Regions from separate parts of the Anas platyrhynchos genome. Here region 2 is linked to region 1. Evidence: chromatin contacts called from public Hi-C data. All regions are on one chromosome and are shown on one strand. The core of a region is the stretch at or near the end of the contact, and the rest is flanking DNA. Distances in the headings are between cores, read along the strand shown.

The links. Hi-C and Micro-C count contacts between places; a contact is called where the count stands out from the background.
Region 2: a contact with region 1 is called in a Hi-C map of small yellow follicle, with 2.9 times the contacts expected there. The contact joins two enhancer-like sites. A contact is called at or near these places in 2 of 8 Hi-C or Micro-C datasets (skeletal muscle and small yellow follicle).

What each region holds. Positions count from the first base shown.
Region 1 is chr11:9,214,818-9,220,391 of IASCAAS_PekinDuck_T2T, reverse strand. All of the region lies in intron 1 of KLF13 (KLF transcription factor 13), which reads right to left. Among named protein-coding and RNA genes, the nearest start is that of KLF13, 4.2 kb to the right of the region's middle. Within about 2 kb of position 3,316, at least 5 of the 8 cell types and tissues checked have an H3K27ac peak or open chromatin away from gene starts, as enhancers often do.
Region 2 is chr11:9,272,742-9,278,434 of IASCAAS_PekinDuck_T2T, reverse strand. OTUD7A (OTU deubiquitinase 7A) reads left to right here. Exons shown (of 16, transcript XM_038184715.2): 14 at 3,632-3,746; 15 at 3,966-4,050. It overlaps LOC110354193 (a long non-coding RNA gene), which reads right to left. Exons shown (of 5, transcript XR_002405861.4): 3 at 2,351-2,412. Among named protein-coding and RNA genes, the nearest start is that of KLF13, 62 kb to the right of the region's middle. Within about 2 kb of position 3,699, at least 2 of the 8 cell types and tissues checked have an H3K27ac peak or open chromatin away from gene starts, as enhancers often do.

The DNA.
Region 1 (5,574 bases), core at 2,067-4,566:
TCAGACACTACTGAATGATTAATATTTCATTAAAGACTGGGGGAGGGAAGAGAAGGATAGAAGTCTTTCACACAAAACCTGCATAACAGTCAGGAGATTTAGGGCTCTTTTGTATCTAATATTACTCAAGTGTGTAGTAAATACAACTGTCAGCTAATTGGATTCCCCACAGAATCAGTTTAACTCTTTTGCAGCTGAGTTGATTGAACTCTATTATTCAGTCCTGAACCAGTCAGGTAAAAGAGAGCAGCAGCAGTTTTGCCTTCCTGACTTCAGTTCATCTTGGAAAATGTAAGTTTTAAAACCTGCTTACTCCTTCCTGAACTTTGTGCCCTGTACTTACTATTTCAGTAATTTCTAAGACTAAAATATTTAGAGCATATATACTGTTTGTTATCTTCAACAAACACAAACTGTCTGTATCCTGGCTTAGAATCAATACTCTTAACTAGGAACTTTATTCTTGGAAATTGAGTACTAGGCTGAGGGCTTTGGCAGGACTGCTTAAGAAGTTGTTTTATGTTTTTAACTATGCGTTTTTGGTGTGTTTAAACATTCTTAGAAAAAGCTAAAATGATTCTCAGGAGTTGCAGAGCTTGTTCACAGAAAACAAAAGCAGTGTTTTGCAGTTCCGTGTTGTTCTTAAAACTGTGGGCTTATTAAGACACTTAAGAACATCAGCTTTCAAAAAGGTGCAGAAACAGGCACTGAACTACTTCTCATTTATGGGTTAGGCTGCAAAGGTGACTGTTTTACAAAGCTAGCATTTGAAACTGTCCTGAACCTACTTCTTGTTCTAGTCTGAAAGAAAAACCTATGAGAGGTGTTTTTGTCATGCTCAGTAAGGAGAAGAGGTGGAGGGCAGCAGAAAAGCATTATAGGGCAGGATGGCCTTAGAAGTACCCTGGAGCTTTTTGATAAATTGGCTGTATGCCAATGCCAGTGAGTTAGGCATCCAAAGCTAGCCAGCCAGCCGTTCCTAACTTTTAATCTAAGTCAAAAACAGGAGGCCTAGCTGCTAGAACTGAGACTGCAGGGTGACGTGGGGAGGACCGTGTTCACTTAGCCAGTCCTCCTGCCTGTGGGAAACCACCATTGGGGAAAGATCTTTCTTCTTTCAAAGGGCAAGACCCTTTTCTTCTGGTGTCGTGTTCAAAGTGTGGGCAGTTCCATGCTTGCTCCTGGCATCCAGAGCAGCCCAGCTGCCAACTTAGAGGATGGACTGAACCAGTGCTACCCACACGTTTCCTGCTGTTACACCCAAGCATAACCTGCAGCCCTGTTTTCCGCTGCTCATGGTGGCACAGGAGGCAGTAGATCAAGTTTCTCTTCTCGCAGCCTTCTCTTGTAAAGGTCTGGTTCTTCACTAACACTGCCTGCCTGCCACCCATGTGCATACGCCCCTTCTGGAGCCACTGTGTGCATACAGGCAAGCTAAAAGGAAACCTCGCTCAGATTTTGAGCTAGCCAGCTAAGCTTCTGGTAATTGCCAGGTGCTAAAATATACGATGAAATTTATTTCACTGACATGTGAACTTGCTTCTCCTAATGTCTGTCAATCAGTTTCTTTACATGAGCTTAGGTGGCACCTTGATTTGGACCAGATTCAAAGAAGTTGTGCTTTGCTGCTGTGCTTTAATGTAGTTAGAACAAAGCAGATTTGCTAGAACTGAAAGTGAAAACCATCCTCCTTTTTAAAACCTTACCAATCTAAACACAGGTCAAATACTTTATTTTTCTAACCTAGTTGTTATGCTGTTGTTACACTTGTGAGAATGACTGCATTGTATTTCAGAAGGTTGCTTTCAAATACCAAACATATTATGAATTTCCCCATGTTCATATACCCCTGTTACGAAATCATTAGAAAAATTCTGCTTATGGAAATTACATAGTAACCGAGAAGAAAGGGTCCTTAAGTTACTTTTTTTTTTTTCATATGGGTTTCTCAGTGTTGCCCTTAAAATTGTCATTATAGAGAGTTAAGATAAGCAAGTGAATGGAAATAAGTCAATTTCTTCTACTTATTCAAATTTAGTTAATACTTAATGAATCAAAGTTAGACTAAAAATAATAGATACTAATAACACATCCTTCTTCAATAAAAATAATAACACATCCTTCTTCAATCTAGTTACCTGAATTGGTGCCTCTGGCAGATCAGGCTGGACTACTGCAAGGTTAAGCAGGTTTAATTAAAATGTCACTGCCCGAAGTCAGTCTGCCAGCTAGAGACCAACGAAAGCCTTGACCACTTTCTCCTCAACAAGCCCTAACCTGACATCTGTGAGCAAGAACAATGCGCCCAGGGTGGCCACCTCCTCTTCCTATGCCTGGGCAGCCACGGCGAAGGCAGCTATGACAGTTAAGCAACAGCACAAAGGAGCCACCGTGAAGTCACCTGGCCCATGGGTTTGTGTCACTGCCAGGCTCTCCCAGCAATATTTCAGACTGCAACTGGTGGCCACATCTTTAGCATATGCTAATCAGCACAAACACATTCAATTCTAATAATTGGAAACTTGCTCTTGCATTGTGGTGTAGTGGACGGCAAGCAGAATTAGTAAGTTCAGGAAGAAATCTCGCTGGAATTAAAAGCTTTCTTCTGTGCTTTCTCTGCGTGTAATGCAGATTGCTAAAAGCTCTTAGAGGTCACAGTGATTTTGGGGAGGGCTGCAATACACAGGGTTCTTCAGGTCCCTGCCCAAAATGTAGTCTTTTTTCCTATGTGTTTGTATGTAGTATAATTGAATAAGTTGGTGCCCCCTGTAGCCTCTCAGCACACAGCAGGCCCTGACAGTGCTCTGTGAGGTCCTGGCCTGAGATAGCCATTAGGCTCTGCACCATCTGTTTCTTCCCACTGGTTTATCAGAGACAACCTGGTTTCCAGTGACTCCAGAGAATTGCCAAACCTTTTTAGTGAGCCCACACTGAAAATCAGCTTAAGAGGAAGGAGAACTTTGTCATGTAAATGGTTTGTCTGATTTTCTGAAAGCTCTTTCTATTTTGAGTTTTCTCAGGAGGGATTTTTTTTTTTTTAAAACTGGTAAGCCAGTGGAATTTTTGCCTCAATGGGATCACTACGGCTTGGGCCAGAGTGCTGCATTTGTGGATCACAACACAGCCTCTGAGGTCCACGGGAACCTCAGTGGAAAAGAATCTGGACTTGACATTACCCACTGACACTAAATATAACCTTCTGGTAAACATTAAAACTTCAAGGGCTTTGTGGCTGATGATCATGTTAAACTCCAGGACATCCAGTGAGAGGGTGGGGTGGAAAATATAAACATGAAAAGAAACCTAGGGGGAGGGGAAGGGTTTGTACGCTGGGGGGAGGGCTCCAGAGACTTTGTTGACAGTACTTTCTGCCTTGCTCAAGGTTGTCTTCAGTTAGTAAAGAAGAAGCATTCCGAAGGTTGAGCTAGTTTCACTTGCTAGTGTACAGGACGCTACAGTTTGTTCTAGCACATTCAGATCTAACAGGGAACTTCAATCTAAAACCCTGTACTCCAAGCGATGGGCTAAGGACAAAAGGCAGATAATGCCTCCTTGGCTGTTCCACCTCGTTTCTTCAGCTTGAAATAGGATAACAAGCATCCTGTAGACTACTGTGTATGTTTGGCACATTTGAGCATTAAAATCTGGCTAAAACAATCAGATTTTACGTGGACCATCAAACAGCCAGAAAACACTGCCAGCTTGCAGTCCCTACCAATGTGGACTGGCTTTAACTGAGTAACACTTGAAAGGTTAGGGATCTCTTTGCCACACTACAACCTCAAAAATAAAGTCTGCCCTTGCTCTGAACACAAAGAGCAAAATCTTTAATTTGTGAGCACAGTAGCAGACAACGACAAGCGAGCTTCTAAAGCAAGTCATAAACTGCACCATCTAAATACCTCCAGCACTATCATCAGTATCTTGTAGCCTGCAGTACTGTTCTTCAGTTTGCCCCTAACTACTGGCTGGGGTAGGCATACAGCACATGGAAAAAGTTTTAATCCATAGCAGAAGTTTTTGAGTGGTTCTTAGTAACTGGGTTAGGGAGTCACTCCAGCAGCTTACCTGAAAGGTTTAAAGTACCATTTGTGTGCTGCTGGTGGGGTCGGCAGCCATTATCCGACACCCCTGGCAGGCTGATGCGTATGCGTTACCCAAGTAAGTTTATGGACACTGGAAAGCAGAGGAGACCGAAGACCCTTGTTCTAATCCTGTAAAAGCCACTATGTGTTTTGTAGTTAAAACAAACAAAACCGTCTGGAAGTCACTGCATGTTCTGTTAGCTTTTCCAAGTGTCATATTAACTTTTTTCCAAGCCTGTCACAACTTCTTTAAAAAACAATAACAACAAAAAAGCACAAACACCCTAGAAAGCATTCTGCAACATGAGTAAGAAGCATTTAAGCCTGTTTAAAACAGAATCCAAACAGAGAAAGACCTGTTGCCAGCGAGGAGGAAAACTTGGCAGCTTTGTTTAAAGCTTCCCACACAGACACTGGAGACACGAGAAAACAAAGAAGCTCTAGTCCCCGAGGGTCCTGCCACTCCCAGGGCAAAACCAGTCCCTTCCCCGCTTTTTCTCTAGCTCTCACACACATGGTTCTCTTCCTCTGCGCCGTTAGCTACAGCAAGAATGAATTAAGCCCTGCCGATCTGGAAAAAATACAGGAAGTGAAGAGTTAAAAAAAACAGACAACAAAAAACTGAGAGAACCTGGAGGCAAGCCAGTGTCCTCGAATGACTCGGCTCAGCGGCAGCCTGGCGCACGACTCCCCCCGCTCCTCTCCCTGCAGGGCGGACGTGGCCCAGCCTCCTCTTCATCGGGGAGAGGAGTTCCCTGCCGTGGCTTCCAGTTGGTTTGAGAGCCCAGAAACACGGCTAAGTTTATCTTTTGCTTCTAGGACAATGGCAAAGGCCAGAAATAAGTGCAAAAGAACTGAAAGTCAATGGAGAAAATTCCCTGAGAGCAAGCACCTTTTCTCATGAACTCCGAACAGGCAAGGCACAGCCGCAGAGCGCAAAGCAGGGCAGGCTGCCTAGGGTGCCAGGAACATGCTGTTCCTTCGGCCGCGCCGCATGGGGAATTGTCCATCTATATGCTTAAACTTGATGGGGCTTTCTTCTCTGCCACAGAAAGCAAACATCCTCAGCTTAGAACAGCTCTTCCTTCATCTTAGGTAGGCAGCAGGAAAAGCTAGGTACGCTTGAAGAGGTTTGTTTGGTGTGGGTGAGGCTGCCACTTCTGAGCTACGATGGTTCAGGAGTCATTTGTAAGGTGTAGTTCTGAGGATCTTTTCCTTAACGTCCTTTATACAGAAACTGATCACGGATTTTAGTCGACTAATTTGTTGTCTGAAGTAACTCAGTTGGACAGCTCACCTAAGTTTGTTCTCATCTGTGTGGTGCTTTGTCATAGATACTATGACCAGTGTCTCCAGCCGAGATCAGTCTCCTCGGTTTTTGGAGCTCCCTGCGCAGCTGTAGGCCGTCCTGTTCCACGACAGAAGGCAGAGGCACCAAGTATGGCACGTCACGGGGCCTTTTTCAATCTAGTACTCCTAACTCTTTCAG
Region 2 (5,693 bases), core at 2,450-4,949, 58 kb before region 1:
CATATTCCTGTTAATGATACACAATAAGATCTTTGGTAACAAGGTCACGTATTTGATTTCTCCCACAAATACTAGCAGTAAATATTGTAAATACTGTTAAATATTCTTCTTGTGGTTAGAAATTTTTATGTGCTTGTCCTGCACTCATATTCATAAAGGAAAGGTGCTGGGAGAGAAAAAGCTCCCGAATATCCAGTACAGCATTAGTAACATCAAATATTGGCTTTGTTTATGTATAAGTTCATTGCAGTTAATTACGAGGTCTGTTGATTCAAAATATATTTGTTTTGTATGATCAGATTTTACACGTTTTTACGTCAGGGCCTTGAATACACAGGCTTCAATTCTGTGGAGCAGCAAAGCAGTTGGTATTAAATCTGGGATGAAGGGAATGCTTTAGCTTTCAGCTGCAAAGCTTGTTGCTGTTAGAGACTGCTAACAGCTAACACAGCATTACTGTTGTTCTTCAAATGCTCTGACAGGAAATAGATTGGCACAAGGATGCTTTAATAATGCCCATTTCTTGTATCTTGCCAACATAGAGATTTTGGCAGCTCTGGCATAGAGGAAGGGAGAGCCGCAGCAGTAGGGGTCAGAATAGGGTGGCACAGGTGCCACCGTACATGGCCAGATTTTGACCTCCTAGAATGCAGCTGAGAGTGTAAAGCTATGACTTCTTAAATGGAAGTACGTCTCTGATAACCCAGTCATTCATAACTTAGGGTCGCAATATTTATACTCTTAATATCTGATCAAAAACCTGTAAATACTTTTATATTCATATTCAGGCTGTTTATGCAGGTGTTTTATAGCTTTGATTATGGAAAATAAAGATTGGTTCTTAGCTTCCCCTAAGACTGCTTCATTGAACATAGAGCCTCCCACACTCCCACCCTTTGTCAGCCAGCCAGCAGTGAAACAGCTCCCCACTGCCAGGTTGCAATAACAAGCATGAGAGTCCTGACGGTGGTTTTTAACAGCAGTACATCACCATCTGCATCAGCATTTTGCTTTTATAGGGTTTTGAGAAATGCTTAGTGTTCTTTTATGAAGAAGAAAAACAATGCCATTTTCATGCCAATGAAAATGAGTGCTAGGAAACCCTGTGACTTCACAGCATGGAAGGCAGTGCACCAAACTTAAGAATAGCAAGAAAGTCCTTGGTGTGTGTCTTCAAACTGACATGGAGGAAATAATCATTGTTACTTTTGACATATTCCATCTGTTAGCACTAGGACTTTAAAATTATAAATTTTAGAATTTTAAAACTCCAAAATTACTTTAGAAGATACCTTTTGCAGGAAGATGATAGTGTGTCATACCAACCTCAAACTACCCATAAGAAAATGAGTATATGGCTTCTATTCCACTCAGTTTGAGAAACTTAGTTAACATAAATTCCTGTGTAAAGATGGAGACCGTGATGTCATACCATGCAAATAAGGTAACAGTGACACTTTATAGGCAATCACATCTAAGCTTTGTTTTGTACTTAGAAATTAAGGTTTTAATAAAATTTATTATCAGTAAGCATTTTAAAAGGTGCATTTTTAGCATCATTTAGCTATTCGAAACAGCTAGCTTTAGAAAGGATTCCTTTAAAATTTGTTTCTGTAAATTATTAATTATTGAACTACATGAAAACTAATTAGCGTTATGCTGTCAGAAAAGAAAATCAAATTGACTTTCTAAGGCTTTGTTTCAAAGAGGCAAATACACTCTATAGCAGTTCTTAGGTCCGAGCTTGCCCCCTCTGCCTGCCCCAGGATCACTCTTCTGGTTCTCTCCTGGGTTGTAGCCATGTGGCCAGGTGCTAGCAGAAGGGCCCTGCTAGGCTGTAAGCTTACCATGCAGCACTTTCCTAAGTTGCCTTCTTCCTTTAGGTGGTAGATATATTGCATCGTGAGGTCATTGGTAAATCCAGTCAGTACCTGCTCTCTGTATAATTAACTTAATTGGCAGAATATCCAATTTCCTTTAGAAACACCATCAGTTAATTGTGTTCTCAGTTATTCCACCCCCTTTTGCTGCAAAAACTGCACGGAATGCAGTAGGGTAAGCCCTCAAATTTACAACAATAAGTGTTAATAAAAATGATTCAGTTCCCACCCCTGCTCTACCTTTATGCTCTTGTGCTTCAACAGCGAGCTTTACAGTGTATTTTGCGCTGTATAGAGTTGGACTCTGTTATTCCCATTGAGTTTCCTTTGGAGCTAAATTCCCTTACAATATTCACTTCTGTGCTCGTATCTTAAAGGAACGTGGGCAGCTGTAGTTGATGAATCTCCAGCTGTTCTATACTGTATTTGCAGTTAGTTAATAGGGGGAAAATATTTCAGAAATTACTTACAATAAACAGTAGGGGGCAACGTTTCCCCGACACTTGTAGAGTTTATGGCTTCGTTATCCAACCTGCAGAGAAGATGAAAAATAAGCGTATTTTCTGCAGTTGTTGTGAGGCTGCCTGAACCTAATACTGACTTCACCATGCCAATCAAAAATGCAGATTATATTTCCTGCATGTTGCTAGGGGAGAGCAATGCTTAACCAAAAATACTGTGCCTTTGTTTTTGACAACATGTATTTTCTGAAATGCAGGAAATACTGTAAGCAACACATAAGCAGTAAGTGCAATAAACTTTCAGTAATCACTGCCATGCTGTTGGGTGACTTCTCCCTGATTCTTTGCTGCTTGGCTTGGCTGGAATGACTACGCAGGCAAAGTCCTTAAAGCCTACAGTACAGAAAATTAGATTCCTTCATTGGTTGTCAGAGGAACAGCAGTGACCTGCATCGTGCTGAGGATCCACCCCAGTCCCTCAACAGCTTTAAGTGTGTTTTCTAATGAAATGGAAGCAAATTGTTGGCTTTAATTAAAGCTGACGGTGCTTTTCTCTTAGTTTATTGGTGATGAATGATAGACACTCTGTAAAACCAGCCTGCAGTCCCTCTCATGCTGAGTATAAAGCAGAGTCATTGAGATATGTTAAAAGGCAGAGAGCTCTAGCAGAGGCAAGAGAACAGAAGCGCTAAAACACCCAGACAGTAATGCTGGGATATAACAGCGGTAATGGTCCTAACACCGCACGCAAGACAGGACTTAACCTGACCTCTTAGCCCATCTATATGCTGATCTTTGCTCTTCAATTACACTAATTCACAGTTTGAGTCCCAAAGCCCTGTAACTACTTTTTGCTTTGTCACATAATGCTGCTATCTTTATTCTTTGACAGTGGAAAACCAAACGGTACTAACCTGAAAAGGCAAAATAATTACCATGTGTGAGCGTTTGTGTGAGAGGCAGGACGGGTGGAATATTTCAACATTTTATTGCTTTGTACTGTTCTGATGTTCTGTCTCCAGGAAATGTTTATTGTGCATTACAAAATGGCAATGTTGTTCTCCCAGAGGTCTCCCCTCCTCCACTGGTGACTATCCTTCATGCCAGCAGCGATCAGTGCATTACCCCCTCCCTCCCCTCTTTATCACACAAGCATTTAAATACAGATGAGACAATTCTGCAGCACATTTGTTTTCTGGCCTTTTTCTTTACCCTTCTTATTTGTAAGTGCTTTTCACAGCTAGGTCTTTTGTTCCTTCCCCTCCAATCCTTGTTTCTTCTCTACTTCAGCGGTGATCCCCCTGACTGACTCTGAACACAAGCTACTGCCTTTGCACTTTGCGGTTGATCCTGGGAAAGACTGGGAGTGGGGAAAAGATGACAATGATAACACCAGACTGGCCAAGTAAGACCTTTCTGTAACTTCAGTATTAAGCAGTAAAATGTCTTGAGCCATACCTGATCTAAGTATTGAGAGAACTGCTAACAGAGAGGGCTTTGTTCACGTCTTCTGGTTGCGTGGGAGGCTGCTGTTACGCTGAGCAGTGCGGCCTCTCCCTGTGAAGTATTGCTTTCTCTTTTGGAGTGTTTTTGACTGTTTGTTCCCTTCTGTTTTCATCCTTAGTTTGATTCTGTCTCTCGAGGCAAAGCTTAATCTTCTGCACAGCTATATGAATGTAACATGGATACGCATACCATCTGAGACACGGGTAAGGTAAACTTTTCCTTAATTTAAACCAAATCAGTGATAACGAGGTACAGCAGGGTGTTGTGTGGAGTAGGCTGCATGGACTGGGCAGCTGCCTAGAACCACCTAGTGTCCTAGCAGCAGAGGCAAGTCACTTGTGGCACATTGTCACTGCCATCTGGCTTGCAGCTTTTATAGGTTTTTGTTTTTAAAACAGTTACTTGTACATTTTTGCAACTCGTATTTCTGTTCTGAAGTGTATTTTCTAGCTTTATCTTTCTTTTATTTATTTCAGTTCAGAAAAACCTTAAAAAAATCCTTCTCTGGCCAGTTTTCTCAGAACTTTGGCTTGCTCTCCTGGTGCCACTGTTATGTCACCAGTCCCTCATCCTTTCTGTTTTTGAGAACAGATTTGGACTCCTGGACAGCTCCCAGTGTAGAGTGGCTGACAAAAGGCCGCAGACTGGCACTGAACTGGAGCCTGGTTCTTTCAGAAAACTGCTTTAGAACTGTGCCCAGCTGGCACCTTGTCAGCTGCAAATTTCTCTGCAAATTACATTGAATAGATTGAGAGGTTAGTCTAGAGGCAAAAGGTTGCTAGGAGAGGATGAAGGTGATTTAGACAGCCTACACAGATGGTATTTGAAAGGAGGAACACAACACAAAAGGAGACAGGATTTAACAAGCTGCAGGAGGGGAAAAAAATCCATTTTTCTACAGTTTCACCCTAATGTGGTAGCCACCACATCAGAAAAAGGAGAGGCAAAATGGTCCTGTAATTGTAAGCTGTGAACCTGAAACCTGTGGGACCAGGGTTGCCTCTCCCTGCTTTGGATTTGCCATGCGAGCATGGGCAAGTCACTTCAGCATTCATTTCCACCTTTGCCAAGTGACAGCTCTGCTCCCAGCTGGTTGACGAGGTGCTCAGGGATTCTAGAGAAACAACATCTAAGCACTCGGGGACAAGAGGTGCACATTTCTGTAGTGGAAATAAATACATCTCCAGAGCTATTCTACTTCATTATGTTTTGTATGCATGTTTTGAACTTAACTTCAGCAGATTATAGCTTCATGATGTTTGAATGCAAGACTAAGTTTTGCAGGACTAAATAAATGCAGCCAAATTTTAAAGTTCTTAGGATCCTTGTAACTGCATTTTCAAGAAGATGCTTTATCACCTTATCTAAAACCTAACTCGGAACTCACACTCCTTGCATCAGTTTTACCTGCATTGTATTTCCAGTAAGAACAAATAGATAAAGAACAAATAGATATGTCATTGTATTCTTCAGTCTGTTTGCTTAAGTTTAATATTTAACATGTCAGGCAAGTTGTTTAGCTCTGAGGCATTGTAACTTCAGTTTTCATGTACAGGAACCTGAACATTAATTTATGTAAGTTGTTTTGTGAACATCGTGTATTTTGAAATATTACTGCAGACAGGTTTGTGTGCTGCATCCCCCTCACAGCTTTCGGCAGAACCTCGCTTCCTTCCCATCACAGTGGTAGCAGTTTCTTTCTAGGCTGTCTCCCGCCTGGCTGAGAGGCAGCAAGCACTGAGGATGCTTCCAATGCAGTGGCTGGGCTCTATACACTGGCCAGCCGCTCTGCTAGTCAATGCAACCAGGGAAGCTGAGCTGCAGACCCCTTGACAGGAGCACTAAC